Linked DNA regions of Mus musculus: all the other regions are linked to region 1. A link is a contact called in public promoter capture Hi-C data. All regions are on one chromosome and are shown on one strand. Each heading gives the region's core, a stretch centred on a gene start, on an enhancer-like site or on the middle of the called end of the contact. The rest is flanking DNA. Distances are from core to core; before and after follow the strand shown. Region 1 holds the start of Mospd1 (motile sperm domain containing 1). Region 2 holds the start of Kis2 (Kaplan integration site 2). Region 3 holds the start of Ccdc160 (coiled-coil domain containing 160).

Evidence for each region. Promoter capture Hi-C pulls out the DNA fragments that hold promoters and counts their contacts.
Region 2: a promoter capture Hi-C map of pre-B cells shows a contact between it and region 1. The contact joins the promoter of Kis2 here to the promoter of Mospd1 in region 1.
Region 3: a contact with region 1 is called in a promoter capture Hi-C map of liver, with 3 times the contacts expected there. The contact joins the promoter of Ccdc160 here to the promoter of Mospd1 in region 1. A contact is called at or near these places in 5 of 39 promoter capture datasets (the C10 cell line, liver and pre-B cells).

Annotation. Positions count from the first base shown.
Region 1 is chrX:53,368,547-53,372,288 of GRCm38.p6, forward strand. Mospd1 (motile sperm domain containing 1) reads right to left here and starts at 2,013. Exons shown (of 6, transcript NM_001290514.1): 1 at 1,876-2,013.
Region 2 is chrX:52,743,096-52,746,837 of GRCm38.p6, forward strand. It overlaps Kis2 (Kaplan integration site 2), which reads right to left and starts at 1,498. Exons shown (of 1, transcript NR_003188.1): 1 at 1-1,498.
Region 3 is chrX:52,789,128-52,792,869 of GRCm38.p6, forward strand. It overlaps Ccdc160 (coiled-coil domain containing 160), which reads left to right and starts at 2,073. Exons shown (of 2, transcript NM_001034059.1): 1 at 2,073-2,198.

The DNA of each region.
Region 1 (3,742 bases), core at 763-3,262:
GCTCTGGCTGTCCTGGAACTCACATGCAGAACTCCAGAGACTATCCATCTTATCTTGAACCATTTTTTTAAAGGTTGGAGGAGGGTAGCAATATTTTGAGACATCTCACTATGTAGACCTGGCTAGCCTAGAACTCACAGAAATTCACCTTCCTACTTCTGCCACCTGAGTACTGGAATTAAAGGGCTATGCCAATACATTCAGCCCAGTGAGTGTCTTTATTAGGCTTAAGGAAGGAATGGGATGGCTTTTGTAGTTTGTTTTATGTTTTCAGATGGTGAATTTGCATGTAAATCCTCTATGAGAAAAAATATAAAATATCTGAGACTAAACATGCCTTTGCCTATTAGTACTCTACTATAGAATATTGCACATTACACTCAAGTGTGTACTACATGTAAAGGGGGTCTACCAAAACCCCCTTTAAATTTGAAAAATTCGAAAATTTCAAGTGTCCTGGCACGGCAGGAAACCTCTATTGCACTGTGAGTTCTACATATCCCTCAAAAACCAGTTTAATCTCACATCCTGTTTGAGAATACGGACTGAAAAATTTTAAAGACACATTTGGCCATGTTTCCTGTTCTCCAAACTTACCACCGATCTATACCAAATATATGAAATATACGTGTAATTGAAAAGCTGGCTGTCTACTCCTTACTCAATTTCCTGACTGTAGTATTTTATACACAAAGAGCTTTCCTAATACTTACAGGAAGTGTGGACAAGATTTTCGTCACTAAGAATGTATTAAATCCCATGTGTGCCTTTCCCGAAAAGAGTAGACTTTCTCCTGTCTGGAATTCACATTAAAAACAAAAAGTGTTCCAATAGAACAGGACTGCCTTTTAGGCAAAATTTAGGAACTTGAACTTTTTTTCAGGGTTACTTTCTCTTAAAATGTCCTTAAAGGACAAAATACTAGGACCCTTTGCACTTCTTACTTGCCCTGTGGCTTTCCCAAGTGAACTTTCCTTCCATTCTACTAGCACAGCAATGCTACTTCAGTGAGAGAAAGACAAATGTCAGTTACTTTCCCCAGAGGGAAACAGCAGAAGATTAAGGGCTGAGGTCTAGGGAGGGGCTAAAACCTTCCTGCCTAAGACCAGCCCCACCTGCTTGGGGCCCAGCCTTTACAGCCCTATCTCCACACTACCCGGCTCCATGTGAAACTGGTCATGTGAGCCTGTTTACAGCTGAGCAGCTGGTGCAACCATCAGGATCTGTGCAGAGGTCCAGGGAGGGGTAAGGATACAGGCCACTTACCTCCTTTCTCCCCTATGTAATTCCAAGAAGATACTTGCTTCGACCACCAACCACCCTCCCTCCCAGTCTCTCTACTTTCCTTCATGCCCCTTCAGGCAAAGCCATCCTGGGACGCCTGGCTCCGGTCGCCCCCCGCCCCGTTTCCGTCCAGTTGCTCGCGGGGGGGAACGGCTGAACTGCAGGAAGGGCGAGGACAGGGTCATCCCAAACTAGGTAGTCGACTGACTTCCCTCCCACAGCCCTCCAGGCAATGTCCGCCAAAGAGTTGTCCCTAGAGCTGCATCCCCAAGGCAACTGAACTCTTGTCGGGCAGGCAGCGGGAGGTTTCGGAGGCTGCCTTCGTCTAGGCAGGGGTAGCTACACAACTCTGCTGGCCCTGGAGACCCTGCAGAAGGGCCACCAACAGTCCAAGAACGGTGGACCCGCTGCCCGGTCCCCGCCACCCACCTTAGCCCGGCACTGAACAGCCCTGCTGTCAGTCACAGAGCCAAGCTCTGGCTACGGGTACTGGCATTGTCTACACCGGAGGGGGAGGTCTCAGCCATGTAAGTTCCATGTCTTCCCCGCAAGTCAGAGAAAGTGGGTGACGGGACATTGAGGGACTCTCACCTCAGCAACACTGGCTCCTCGGAAAGCAGCTGCGACTGCTCCCTGCTCCTTTGTCAGAGTCTCCAGACTGCACTGCCTGCTGGGATATGGGAGGACTCGACTGCCACCTCTCCCCGCCCAGGAGGATGAGTCGCAACTGGGGGGTGGGTGAGAAGAGGAAGGAAAGGCGGGCCCGGGGCGGGGTCTAGCCGGGGGCGGGGCTTCTGTGTTGCCACCTGGCTTCTGGGGTTTCTTCCTTCTCTATGCTTCAAACTACTTCCTTTGTCCTCTGGCCGCCCCTCCTTTTCCTCCGCCCCCCTCACCCGCCCCCAGAGGATTAGAGGCTTTCTCTGAGTGCAATCTCTTTGCACTCATTTGGTGGTGACCTTTGACGTCTGCCTCATTCACTCCTCTCCCCAACTCAGAATGCATTCCATACAATGAATACCCAAGGCTTGTGACTCTTCCTCTGAGACTCTGTATTAAGCACTAGCTCTCTTTCTCCACTCTATCATCGGCGCAAAGCAGACTGTTCAGGATTTGTTCATGCTGCTACAGTAGCTTCCTATTTGGATTCATTCTTTCTACTGTTACTTTGTCTAAACTATTGCCCAGACAGCAATCCAGTTGGCTCAGTCTAAGGTATAGGTGACCCTGCTGTTCTACTTAAAGCTTTTCAAGCCTGGCATGGTAGAACAAGACTATAATCCCAGTATTCAAAGGCTGAGGCAGGAGGATCCTGAGTTAAGACAAATTTGAGTTACAAAATAACAATTGACTTTTAAAGGGGAAATCTCTATTCTCAGGTCTGTACTCTATTCTTAGAGTCTTTCAGGCAGGTATGCTGCTACAGGGCTTTAATCCTAGCACTTAGAAGGGGAAGCAGTAGATCTTTGAGACTGAGGCCAGCCTGCTTATATATGAGACCCCATCTCAACACCAAGCAAACAACAAATGAGAGAGAAAAGACTTTTCGGCTAGGAACAATGGACAACTGTTAAGTCAAGCACCAAAGGGGCAAAGTCCCAAAGACCCCAAGGACTTCATATCTCAGCAGCCTGGCCTACCTAGCAAGACCCAGTGTGCTGGACACAAGACAGCCAGGATAGAGAAACCCTGTCTCAAAAAAGAAAAGTAAATGAAATGGAAAACACTTCAAAATTCAAACTTAATTATGTTCAAAAAGGAACAATACGGTCCAAGGGTACCCTCTGCACAAGTATAAGACCCAAAACCTTCCTCATTACTCTTAATCAATGGGTCTATAACAGTAGATATCACTTGGGCCCTAGGCTCTGAGACCTTTACTCACAGACTTTGTGCAATGCTCTTATCTGTCTTTTGAACACCTATCTTTCAGGATCCAGGGGAAATGTCACTTTCCCAACTAACCTTTCAGAATCTTCCATAAGAACGACATGTCTTATTTGTTTGTCTGAAACGTGGCCTGACTATAGCGCTAGCTGGTCTGACACACGTTATGGAGGCCAAGATGGTTCTAACTTGCAGTGATCCTCCTATCATGCTGGGATTACAGGCATGTACCACTAAATCCACCAGACGCTTTCATAAAAACTGTTGACCCCTATTCTACTAGCAAAGAACACTGCTAATTCTGTTTTGCAATTCTTCCTGATATAGGTAACCATGTCCTATTCCCTCAGAAGAGGCCATTGCTTCCAGCATCGTGCCCCTTCTACAATACATTCGTATATGTACTGGCTAGTTTTGTGTCAACTTGACACAGCTGGAGTTATCACAGAGGAAGGAGCTTCAGTTGAGGAAATGCCTCCATGACATACAACTGTAAAGCATTTTCTCAATTAGTGATCAAGGGGGAAATGTGGAAATCAAGAGCAGTGGTAACTTCCTGGGATCTATGAAGATG
Region 2 (3,742 bases), core at 248-2,747, 630 kb before region 1:
GAGCCGCTTTAAGAAACAGTTTTACACTCTTCACATACCGCACAGATGGCCTAGAGATGTCACATTTTCATCTATTTCAAAGGGCTCTACTTCTGTTTAAACATTTATGGACCCATTTTCTCCATTAAACCTAAAGAAGTCAGATTAGCTCTTTGGCTTCATGTCATTATCTTCCACAGGAAAAACCTCTCTCATTTCCAAGTGTGTATCTTACCCAGGAAAATGCTGCAGAGGACAGTCTGAGGGGTCACGAGCTCCCTCCCTCCCATGATGGAATGTTTGTGTTGATGGGGGGACACCAATAAACTTCAGGGACACAAAACTTGAAATGTGTTCAATGAGAAAGGATATTTTAAATGTTGGAACTTTTCGAAGCCACTTAGTGACTAAGATAGTTCTTAAAACATTTTAAATATAAATTAGCAAAACTTTTGAAGTAAATATGAAATCTGCTTCCTATAGTGCAAGTATTGGCTTATTATACTTTTCTTCTTGAACTGGGTTCCTACAACTAGAGATTTTTGCCTCCACTAAAAATATATTACAAAACCTGACTCAACTTCGCAAAACCATACCTCAGCCCTCCAGAGAAAGCTCCTTCTAGCTAATACCTTTCTTTAACACATCTGCTCTCCATCATATATACTAGAAAGTCGCTGTACAACTTCTAAAATTGCAAAGAGGACCCAGTCTTTTACCATTTCGGGATTTTCTCTGGTCTATTCCCGCATCTTCAGCAGCGGCTCCAGTAGAGATCTGTGAACCTCCTGGGAACGCAGGGTGTGCTCCAGCCAGTCATGCCACGCGCTTAGGTCTTCAAGACACCTTAGCGGCCACCAAAATTAAACAGAAAGAAACAAAGCATTATGGGAAACGGAGTTCTCCATTCAAAGCCCCCAAAACGCGCCAAGCTTAAGCCTCTCCCTCCATTCTCGGGTTGGTGGGAGGGAAACCAAGGTAGGTCGGGAGTCCTCCCGCCCCACACCCCACGTGCACCCTGGCATTTGACCACCCACAAGTTCTCCAGAAACCTTCAGAGCAACAAGGGAGAGTCCTTTTCTCACGAGTTGCCTGGCACCCCTCAACTACACTCAGGTACTTTGCTTTTCTCAAGTCTTGCCAGCTCCATCCCCTCCCACCTTAGTTAACTCTCTGGGATCACAGCTGCGCCCGCGGAGGTACGCATCTCCTGGTCCAGTCATCCAGAACAAGCGCGTAGGGGATCTGCCAGTGACCCGCCCTGGCAGGTGGCGCGCGCGACCATCCCGCTGCTGTCCTGCCTGCCAGGATCAGGGAACCGCACGCATCTTCCTAGAGCTCCTGGCCCTCTGCTCTCCTAGCTGGTGGAGGAGGGAGGGCGGCGAGGAGCCACGTGCAGGAAACGCGCCCCGGCGGCCCACGCACACCTAACCCCCAAAGTGTCCGCGCAGCACCACTTGTGCACACGAGCCTGTGGCAGCGGTCCGTCACCTCGAGCTGCGTCCCAAAGCCCGATCCCTGGGAAAAGCCCGCCCTTCGCCTTTAATAGCCTAGGGGGGAAAGCCCGCCCCCGCCCACTCGGCCCACACAGGAATTAGGAAATGGAACCCCCACACCGCCCAGGCCAAAGCCCACGGTGCCCCAGTGACACACAGGACCCGCTCCCTCAGCCTTGCCCTTCTGTCCCCAACACCAGAGTCCTTCCTTAATCCAAGCACCCATGGGATGCCAGTCTAAACCAGTGCCACAGTCGCCTGCCCAGAATGGCGCACTCATTACTACCTTGTCCGGTCAGGCTCCTGAAGCGCTTGTCCCATCCCCCTCTGGAGATAGGCTACGAGGCCCAAGCAGTTGTGGGACCCAGGTGTCCCCACGTCCCAACGAGTGCGCGCATGCGCACTACCTCACAGCTAGATTGAAAGTGTCCCGAAAGTCTGTAGGAGAGAAGAAATACATACCCGGCATATCCACTCTGCCCATGTGAAAGTTTTCAGTTCTGGCATGTGAAGCTACTGCTGAAGTTTCACACTTGCTGAACGCCACCTTTACCCTTTAAATCAGTTTCCTAGCAGGCATTATGAATGGTAATGTCCCTTGGGTGCACGCACAGATGCCAATTACCTTGCTTTTCCCCCTTCCACAGCTAAGACTCATTTGAGAGAAGGCTGTTTAAAAGCACATCCCAAGTACAAAACTAAAATTATGATTTAGCGTCAATACAAAATTAAGCATACTAGGAGGTTATGGGGCAAAAAAGGATAACCATACTATACTTTCTCTGCTTTGTTGGAGGGCACGGGTCCAAGAGGATAGATATTTGGTGAGTTAGATGGTGGAAAGAGTGATTGACCAGATAACAAATAAACCTGAAGTTACTGAGCACGCACTATCAGGAGAGGGGACACTGGAAGGGATGAGCTGGGGCTCAGAAACGAAGACAGGTCCCTTACTCCCTAACACTGTTGCCTTGGGTGATTGTGGCAGTTCAAAGCTCAAAAGGGAACAAGAGCACCACGTGAGTTTCAATCTGGTGCACAGTAGGGGTTCAGGCGAGCGGATTACTAAGGACTGAAAGACTCCTAAGACTTGTCTCCTGCTCCCTGGCCAGCGGTGGAGCTCAAGCAGAATTGCAGGCTCAGCTCAGGTCTCAGTGATGCAAAGCACCCTCGTTACTCCAATGTGTGTTACTCCTACAGGTGGGCTGCCTTCCACTTTCAAACACCCGCACAAACAGACCTCCCACCGTATGCCAGAGCATCTGTTTGATGCTTTCTGGAAACTATGCAAGCCCAAATTTAATATCCAATCAGATCTCGCTTGTGAGAGTTGCATGGACTGCAATCCAACTTTGGACCTTTAAAGGTAGCTAGTGATGGAGAGGTGTGGAAACATATCTCAGACCCTCTTTTAAGAGACATTGTATTAAAGCAGGATTTAAAAAAAAAAAAAACCTCAATGAGCTCAAGCAAAACCTGGGGGAGGGTTGTAAAAGTGGCGCGAAGATAATATCACGTGGTCGGACCCCAGGATGTCTCCTTCCCCTTTTGTCACCCCCCCGGGGGGGAGGAGTTGGGGAGTTACATCCGCTTCTCGCAAATTATTAACATAATTAATTGTGCCCTGCAGCTGCAGTGGGAGCGCTGGGAACGAGTAAACACATTCCCTTGAGCATCAGAATGAGAAAACCCATTACCCCGATTTTGGAATATTTTCCCAAAGAAACCTCACTACCAACAGTCACCCGGACTACGCGTCTTGGTTAAGAGACAGAAGAGAGCTGGAAGAGATGAAAATATCCTATGAGATGAGTACAAGTAGATGCAGCCTGCCTAAAATGAAATTAAGAGGATGGTTTCAATGCCGTGGTGAGGGACCCCACTTAAGAATTTCCAAATTTTAACAGTTCATTAAACAAACTATCCTCCCATGGTCTTCCCACCCCCACCCCAGTTTTCAACCCTCTCCACCCCTCCCTTCTAAAGTCAGAACAATACCCCGAATAAGGTATTTTAGGTAAACTTTTCCAGGATATTTTCTTGTTTTTGTTGTTGTTCCTTTGTTTTTAAGTTTGCACTATATAGAATGCCTGGATCGAGTTCCTCAGCTAGAGAAAATAATTTCTTCCATTTCAGTTATTTTCTTGTGCAGGGAAAATTTAACTAAGTACAAGATAGAGATTATAGAAAACTAGGGCATTTTAACACACAAAGTAAATTATTTTTGTCTTTTGCTATTACAAAAAAAAAAAGTAACAATCAGCCAA
Region 3 (3,742 bases), core at 823-3,322, 580 kb before region 1:
TAATGGAATTATGGAGCAAGATAATGATAGCCACAATTTTTTTCCTGGGGGAGTTACTTCGTCCTGTGCTGTTCTAAGGACTTGAAACTGATTAATTCACTCTTCACAGAACTCTTATGAGTGAGATACAACTACTTCCATTGCGCAAATGGGGAATCTAACACATAGAGCAATCAAGAAAGACTCCTTTATTTTATTAGTAATGGATGCCATAGCAAGCAGAAGTAAATGGAGCCCTTTGAAGACAAGGAAAGCCACTGATTAAAAACGGGGCAATTTGGAAATTTAGTATCAAGAAGCTCATGGAATCCCACAGGCCAATTCTGTCAGGGTCTTTAATAAAACACACAGTGACATGAGACATCTACCTTGTTGACTTTGGTTCTCTAAGGAGGCAAAGGCAGCCAGAGAACAGGGCCTGGGGGCATCTGAATGCAGCCTTGCCGGTTCCCAGACACCTGTTAGATCCGGTTCCCAAGGTTTGAATTTTCAAAAAGTAGCTCCGGTATTGTTCCCAAGTCACTCACCTGTTAGGTCTTTTAAATTAGATTGTAACTTTTAAAATGAACTTAAACCATCTTTCCCTGGAGACCCCAGAGCCGTCATTTCCCTTTCTTTCTCTTGCTATCTGGTGCCCGCAAAACCCCGTGTTTCACAGCCTCCAGTCTCAGCCCGGCATGGGCTATAAAATTTACACTGTGCAACCGACTAATCAAAGCCTGAGGAGACCATTTATTTGTTCCACAAAATAGCATGTTTAGAATAAATAATATGATTAAGGAGGCGGGGTTTTGTCACCCAAGAAACCCCTCGAAAGTTGTGAGGAAGCTTTAAAACTTAAAGAGAAAATTTGGGTGACTGGGGAAAGCGAGTGATTTTTTTTTTCCATTTTTTATTAGGTATTTAGCTCATTTACATTTCCAATGCTATACCAAAAGTCCCCCATATCCACCCACCCCCACTCCCCTGCCCACCCACTCCCCCTTTTTGGCCCTGGTGTTCCCCTGTACTGGGGCATATAAAGTTTGCAAGTCCAATGGGCCTCTCTTTCCAGTGATGGCCGACTAGGCCATCTTTTGATATATATGCAGCTAGAGTCAAGAGCTCCGGGGTACTGGTTAGTTCATAATGTTGTTCCACCTATAGGGTTGCAGATCCCTTTAGCTCCTTGGCTACTTTCTCTAGCTCCTCCATTGGGAGCCCTATGATCCATCCATTAGCTGACTGTGAGCATCCACTTCTGTGTTTGCTAGGCCCCGGCATAGTCTCACAAGAGACAGCTACATCTGGGTCCTTTCAATAAAATCTTGCTAGTGTATGCAATGGTGTCAGCGTTTGGATGCTGATTATGGGGTGGAGTGATTTTTTTTTTTAACCCTTGAGTATAGTGTAAACTAGTTGTCCTCAACGTTTTTACATTCAAATGGGTTCAAGAACAACTTAGGCAAATTCTTGAGTGATAAATGGAGACAATATGGATGGAGAGACAGGCCTCATTTTTTACACAGGTAGAGCCAGGTTCTGACTCAAGGTTCTTTTTAGTGCTTTGCCTAATGTAGAACTTCTGGCTAAGCCATTGGACTGACCTTCGACAGGTACATAAGGTAGAGATGGGGATATGATGCAACTCCCACATTATTAGCAACCCTGACTCCAACCTAAGGTCTTCCAAAGCGAATCCTCCATAACATCCTGTTACTAAATACCAAATCTAGGGGATTAACCCTATGCAACTGCCTCTCCATTTCTCCACAGTCGGTGGTCACATAGCCTTGAGAATCTCCCACATCTAGTCTAATAGTCCCAGCGGTGCATGGGTTTGCCTAGCATTTTCTTGACCTTTCCTATTCTGACTCAGCGTCTTCTCCCTGCTTTCCTATCTCTTGCCTGGCAGAAGCCACCACAGTGGCCGCCCTACCGGGCATGCTCAGTGCTCTGGTCCGGCCTTGACTCCCTGACTAGCAGCAGTACTCAACCTGCAGCGACCGGTTCCTTCAGTGCCCGGTCCCTTTAAATCCATCCGCCTGGTTGCTAGGCAACAGTGCGGCCCGCGCTGGAGCTGCACTGCAGAGGCTCTGCCCCGGGCCAGCCTGGCCGGGTCGTGGTGGCTAGCACTGAACAAGGGGCTGCCTCCTGTCGGTAGTGACCGGCTTCGGGGAAGAGTGGACAGGGCTCTCCAACCGCACCCGCGCTTCCAGGTATGTCTGTGTAAGGGACATCCCGGGTTCCCCTGGCGCGCCCCTCTTTACCCCCTGACTCTCCCAGCAAGAGGGCGGAAAACCAAGGAAGTCCCAGCAGCAGGTTTTTTTTTTTTTCTCTTGAGAGCCCCAGGCTGGAGCTAGCGTGTGTTTGGAAAGAAAAGAAACAGGGCGTGGGAAAGGGGTTGTGGACAGAGAAGTGGGGTCAAGCTTATCCATTCACCCACTAGCTACAGGATCTGGACTGGGAGGTGAAAAGAGTCACCTGCAGTGGGGGTTCTAACAACATCTTGTTCCTGGCCACCTTCTTTTCCATAGAAGCAAGGATGGCAGGAGTTTCAGTTAACCATTCACAGAGAAAAATCCCCAAACTATGCATATAAAGATACAGCTTTATAGCAAGAATGTGACTCCCATAGTAATAAAGTCTAAGCCTTGGGAACTCAGGGGACTCCGTATCTTTTCTTCAAGAAGGGATAATTTCACACTAATAACAAAGAATTGAGGATCATAGCCACACACAGTGCTGAGTTTTCGGTGGCACTTTGTTTCTCTCTCCATATTGCCTAAACAATAGAAGGGACATTCTGTCCAGGGAAGTGGGCACTTGACCCATATGTTAGAACCCTGAAAGATGAAAGCAAAAAAAAAAAAAAAAAAAAAGCGGGACCATTTCTCTGTGTCATGTTTTTACAAATTAACTCTACTCGAAGGAGGGAAGCCAGGCCTAGGTTCCAGCCCTGTGACTCTTGGTAGGCACATTGTAATCAGCAAGCTTCTGTCTCCACCACAGGTGGCTTGTCTGTTCAATACATGCTCAGGGTAAAGAGATAACCGTGGTGAATGCAGTATCAGTGTGGTTCTTGCCCCACTTGACATTTGTATTGCCCGAGGAAGGAAGACGGTAGCATAACACTTGGAAAAATGGGCTGAAAACTTAGAAAGAGAAATGACTTCTGTCTGGTGCCACATTGCAGATAGACCCACAGACATTGTAGGTGTAGCATCTGTGACTTGAATGGACACTTCAGAGAATAACATGGGTTTGGGACATTCTTTAAATTATATTTCCTGTAGGGAGGTGGGGGTGGTGGTGGTGAACTGTTTTTTCCAGCTCAAGCTGGAGGAGACCAGTGACATCCGGTCTAAGACCTTGGACCTCAGGAAGGGTAAGTACAGTTGTTCTGGTTGTTATCTCATCCTGGGAGTTCAGAAGCTCAGAGTCTTGCCCAACATAAACCTTCAACTTTGTAAGCAAAGCATCACTCATCCCTGTCAGCACGCTTCCAAGACGGCCTCATAAACGTTCAAAAGAAAAGTGCCCTGAAGACTTGAGCTAAGTCAAATAAACTTCAGGGGAAACATGAAAGCCCTTGCCTTAAAATGTCATCCCGCGAAGTTCGTAAGCTAGGGAGGACAGTAGAGATTTTCCTTTTTCCTTCTTAAAAACAAAACCCCAAAATAACTCAGTTAAAAATCATTGTTACCAGATACCAGTGTGACCAATATACTTAGCTTCAGGTCTCAATGCTCACCGATGGTAA